Regions from separate parts of the Zea mays genome. Here region 2 is linked to region 1. A link is a contact called in public Hi-C data. All regions are on one chromosome and are shown on one strand. The core of a region is the stretch at or near the end of the contact, and the rest is flanking DNA. Distances in the headings are between cores, read along the strand shown. Region 1 holds the start of LOC103632245. Region 2 holds the start of LOC100282297 (rac GTPase activating protein).

Region 1 (2,833 bases), core at 208-2,707:
ATTCTCTCTATGCTACTGCATCGATGTACATATGCTTAGAGAGAGCACGCCTTATATTATGGGACAAAAATAAAATGTGGTTACACCTTATAAACTAGGACAGAGGGAGTATTGTTCAATGTTCTCGTGATGAATGATCTTTGAGAGAAGACTTTGTGGTGTCAAGCTCTCAAAGTCATCCCTCCCATAAATCATGGCGGTTAGAATGTTATTCTTTGCTTAATAAGATCTCAACATCTTCCTAGTGACCTTGTCATCTCCTCATTCTTGAGATCCAAGGTCTCTTATCTTGTTGTCAAGTAATAAGATCTCAACAAATCTCTTAATCTCTCCATACAATAGCTCAATCTTGTTGGTTCTAAATTTCTAGTCTCCTTTATAAGAAACTTTGAGTATATCCAAAATCTTCTTTGTAATCTCAATACCATTGACTTTGTCGAACTCATCTAGATTCAAGCAGCAAAGAATAAAAATACATAGATTTGATAGAGATCTGATGCTTTTTCTAGAGTCTTGTCTCTTTCTATAACTAGAAGGGTAATACATAGATCCACAATCTCTTAGAGATGAGGGTGAAGAGACATAAGGTGCATCTTCATTTGATATGTCCAATCGATATAGTGAATCCCATCAAAATAGGGTGGTTTACAGACATTGATTGAATTGAAGTGCACATTTGAAATTTTAGGAATCTTCTTGTAATCATATGAGTATGTGTGAGGCCGTGTTTTGGCAAGTCAGTGTCACGATGGCCATCATCGTCGTTGTTGTTGCTAGAGGAGCCTCCAAATGAAGTTTCTTAACTTGCACCCATGAGATCACTCATATTCTTTTAGATCTCCTTGTCTTGTTCCTCTCATATTATTGAACTCCTCTTACATATTATTGAATCTTTATTTGATCATCTTTTGTTCTAAGGCTTCGACCACTTGCTTGACCTCCTCCGTGACCTCAACATTGTCTCCACTCTTGGCACTATTATTTTCTCATGCAATTAAGCATTAATCACAAGGATTGGACACTAGTACCACTTGAAGGGATCAAAGTGCCTAGATGGGTGGTGTGAATAGGCATTTCCTAATTTTTTTTTAAAACGTAGTGGATTAAACATGGATAAATTCTTACCTCAAAAGGAATCTATGGACTTGTCCAAAAAATTGCCGACGATAAAAAAAACTCTGTATGTAGCATATTAATTCCAACATATTATCTATCTAGTTTAGCTAGTCAGCTGGTTAGCTAAATTTAATTGATGATGGAGCTAATTTGGAGAATTGGATAGTTTTGGGTCATATAGCTAGCCTGTTGGATAGTTATTTTGTTGTTGATTAACTAAAATTTAGTTTAACGAGACATTTAACTAGTCTCTTAAAGATGCTATTAGGATGCAAATAACGAGAAGAGATTGTAAAAAAGAAAAGGATACAGAGCGACGCGGATAACGTGACACCCCCTCCCCACTTTGCCCGTTTGGCAACGATGTTTTTGGTTTTGGAGGGAAGTTGCGCGCCACCTAATTTCAGGAGCCCCCGACACCAAAACCCCCCTGCTAGGCTGCTCGCCTGCTCCCAATTCCCACCTCCATTGCTTCAAACGCGGCGAGATCGGAGGCCAAAGCCGCGGCCAAACAAGGCTGTCTGGGGTCTCAAACCGAAGGCCCAAGCGGCGCGCCTCGACACCCCGGCTCCCCTCCGCCCAATCGCCTCCCGGCCCCCGCGCAGCGTGGCGCGTTAGGTCTCCGCCGCCTACCGTACGGTGCACTTCTTGGCCCCTCCCGTCTGCGTGGCCCTCCACCTCTTCTCCGCGAAACCGATGTCCTTTTCTGGGTTTCCTGCGCACCGCGCACGCCTGCTCGCCCGACGGGATGTCGTGGCGTGGCGTGGCTAGAATCTTGAAACCGCTAGTGTCATAGTGTGTCTCTATGTGCGCGCCGCCGCGCGGGTGCGTGTGTGCAGTGTGTTTCCATTCTGTCGTGCGTTCATTCCGCTTGGCTGAGACGGGAGAACAGGGATGAATTTTTCTTCTTCTCTTCGTGCGGGGCCTCACCAGCACCACAGAAGGGGCGGAAAGGGGTGGACGTTTCTCGTATATCCAATTGTAGGATTGAACTTGAAGGCGATGAGCGCTGGCCGAAATTTGTGGGTTTGACCGTTTGAGTGATTCACACATTGCCTGTTTCCAGCGTAACATGCGTTTGGTCGCTTGCTACTTAGAGTGCTGTGCTGTTTTGCCTACGTGCAACGCCGCATTACAAGATCAAGTTTATTACGAAATGTCTAAAATCTAAATGGAGTGTCATTTGGAAAGCAAGAATAAACGTGATATTTACTTCCCATCTTTGTTTAGTTTATGTAATTTTTCATCAAGAAAATACATGTTTTAGCTCTCTGTTGTATTTGCCATGCCAGCACATCAATGAAAAAAAATGAATGTCTCATTATGTTTTCATTATATTGTTGTTGTGCATACATTAGAGCATTTCTTATGATTGTGCTTTCATTTTATGGCCAGTCTGTATGCAACAAGAAGCTGCCAGCATCCACTCCACCACCTGCCCTCTATCACCGTCATTGTCTACTGCACGGTATGCTTCTCCATTTCTCATCCTTGTAGCTATTGCTCTTCTCTCTGCAGATTTTTGTAGTTCTGGATTTTTGACACACCTGCTAAATTAAAATGCCACCAGGAAATCTGGAATTCATGTGTTTTTTGTTGATCATACTGGATTTGATGAGAGAAGTGGCGACCTATATGATTTGATGTCTTCTGTCGGGGAAACTATGCAGCCATTAGTGGATCTAGGCTCGTGTAGATCTGTTCTGAAATCTGGCTG
Region 2 (2,833 bases), core at 167-2,666, 170 kb before region 1:
GAACGAAGCCATCAGCTCAGAGAAGTGGAAGTGAGTTCACCGGAGGTGGGCGCCAATGTTGGAGACTTGTTCTCAACTGCTATGAATTAAGAACAAGGCAACATAAAATGTTAAATGTTAATGCCCTTCGTCCGCGGAAGCATTATTCTCTTTAGGATTAATGAACTTCGGACGAAGGTTGAAGATGATGCAATTACGAAGGTTAAATTTTTGTAATTGACCTCCAATAGATTGTATAAAGTAGTACTAAATACGAAGCATCAAAGGTAAATAAATTATAAATGAACAACACTACTTTCATATTATATCAATTCAATGTATTCAAATGTTAGATACATTTATACCTTTGCCTTGACAAAGATTAATTCCCGAGTGATGCGATTGCAATTACCGGAATCCGTGAACAGTAAAGGAATACTGTTCACTATTTATAGGCACAAGACACAGCCTGTGAGGAATTACAATCATGCCCCTCATAAAAGTTTACAACAACGACTCAAACACTTATGGACTAAAAGGTCATTCTACTTTTAAGTCGGTTTGTAATTCCGAAGCTTCACGAACAGCAACTTTCGGTCATCACGTGCAGACAGCTTCAGCCGAAGTTGTTTCTTTCTGTAGGACCTTCGGCGACGAAGCATGGTCCCAACAGTAACCCATATAATTTTCCAATAACGTGGCTATATCTTTATACTCTAATTCAGTCGACTCGGGTACAATGGCCTGCTTTTGAGTTGTCCAAGAAATACATTAGTTTGCTTGATTGATGGTGTATCCTCCACCCTCATCTGATCATCTCCAATTATCAGAGCATGTCCTTCCATCCTCCTCTCTACATCGGCAGCCAACACCTTCTCTCCGCTCTCACCTTCGTTCGTGTGTTTACACGTATGCTCCATCACATCTTATACAAATGGGAACAAAGGTGGAGCCATTCACTCATTTCTCCTCTAAGAATGGCCCTATTTCATGTCACTTAGCTATATGTTTGCAAAATTGGGATTAACCTAACCTATTCACCATCATTCCTCGAGATAAAAAAACATGTTGCATAAAAAATATGCTTTGGATCACAGTAACATTTTTCTGAAATGAAACCATCCCCTTTATGTTCGTTATTATACTAATGTCTCGAAATAACTTATCAAGTAAAGCTCCTTATCTTCACAAGGTCCCTGAAGGCAGTTTTCTTGTGATATGGTAAAGATCAAGGTACCCAGGTGCAAAAACTTGCCGGACGTTTGAATTTGATGGCCGTTGGCGCTCCCTCTCGTCTGGGCCCGGGCCCCCACGAGCTTTCCGCAATTCAAAATCGCGGATCGCAACCGCAACGACACAAAGCCAAAAGCATCGTCCCCTGTCTGTCTGCGTTTAAAAGGCCACCGGTTTCCCCAAATCGAGGTTGCCTGCCGTCACTCACCTCGGCTCAGCTCCACCAAGTGCCCGTGAGGTGCCACGACCGCAGCGAGGAGTGACCATGGTTGAGGTGATGATGGTACCCAGCTCCCACGGCTGCGGCGAGGGTGGTGGTGTAGGAAGCGACGGGAAGGCGGAGGACGGGCAGCAGCAGGGGCAGGGACAGGGGCAGGTGCTGGCGCTGCTGCTGGCCGCGCTCCGCAAGTCGGTGGTGCTACCGTGCCAGATGGCGGACGCCGACGACCCATCGGGGGCGGCGTGGGGGATGGAGATCGGCTGGCCCACAGACGTCCGCCACGTCGCGCACGTCACCTTCGACCGCCTCCACGGCTTCCTCGGCCTCCCCGTCGAGTTCGAGCTCGAGATCCCCGGCCAGGTCCCCAGCGCCAGGTCGGTTCGGGTTTGGAAACCCCAGCTCTTCTTTCTCTACTCCTGTGGTCTAGCTATTGTTGATGCCCGGATGCTCTGTCCCGAGCCCGATTATTGATGTTCTCTTTTGAACTCGTGCAGCGCCAGCGTGTTCGGGGTATCACCGGAGTCGATGCAGTGTGGCTACGATGACAAGGGGAACTCGGTGCCCAAGATCCTTCTGCTCATGCAAGAGAGGCTGTACGCGCAGGATGGACTCAAGGTAGGAGTACTTCCGTTGTTCAAGCCATTTAGTTTGGAGCTTAATAGTGTCCGAGCGCAGCCGAATTCAACCATTTAAATTACTTTTGCAATTTCAGGCAGAGGGGATCTTCCGGATCACCCCGGAAAACAGCCAGGAGGAGCATGTCAGGGAGCAGCTCAACAGCGGCATCGTGCCTGACGACATCGATGTGCACTGCCTTGCTAGTTTGATCAAGGTATTTGACAATGCCATGTTTGTGTGGATGATCAATTAAACAGCTGAGAACTGATGCACTAGCATTTAAGTTCTATCGCATATTTGAATTAGCGTGTAAATCAAACAACCAATGATCACCGGTAGAGATTTACCTTTGAAATTAGAAGCAATTGTGCCTTAGTACTCTCAAATTTCTCTTAAAGAGAAACACTGAAACAAAAGTTGTTCGATAATATCGTGTCAAGTTGGAAAGTGAGTTTAATGTTGTGAGAGTCTCAAGAAATGGAACAACATTCTGCATCTTATAACGCGTAGTGGTCTAGGATCAAGTAGCAAGTTAGTATTAATCTCAAACAATGATCACTCAAGCATTATCTAGTTCAAGAAGGCAACTTAACTTTCTATACAAAAGGGGATATATGTTGAGTCATTGACACAATATAAACTAAACTGAATCCATGAGGTGTTTCTCCATTCAAATTCAAGTACCTAATATTGGTAATAGTATTGAAATTTGTTTACTGAAATGCTATTGTATTGCAAATGTATTCTACTTTTACAATCTTTGGTCAAAGATTTCAATACTGT

Evidence for each region. A called contact is a pair of places that touch in the nucleus more often than the background predicts.
Region 2: a contact with region 1 is called in a Hi-C map of endosperm, with 2.8 times the contacts expected there. The contact joins the promoter of LOC100282297 here to the promoter of LOC103632245 in region 1. A contact is called at or near these places in 3 of 25 Hi-C or Micro-C datasets (ear, endosperm and tassel).

The regions. Positions count from the first base shown.
Region 1 is chr7:34,502,441-34,505,273 of Zm-B73-REFERENCE-NAM-5.0, reverse strand. LOC103632245 reads left to right here and starts at 1,457. Exons shown (of 5, transcript XM_035960874.1): 1 at 1,457-1,750; 2 at 2,512-2,584.
Region 2 is chr7:34,672,138-34,674,970 of Zm-B73-REFERENCE-NAM-5.0, reverse strand. It overlaps LOC100282297 (rac GTPase activating protein), which reads left to right and starts at 1,416. Exons shown (of 5, transcript NM_001371849.1): 1 at 1,416-1,806; 2 at 1,927-2,047; 3 at 2,145-2,264. The coding sequence starts at 1,478.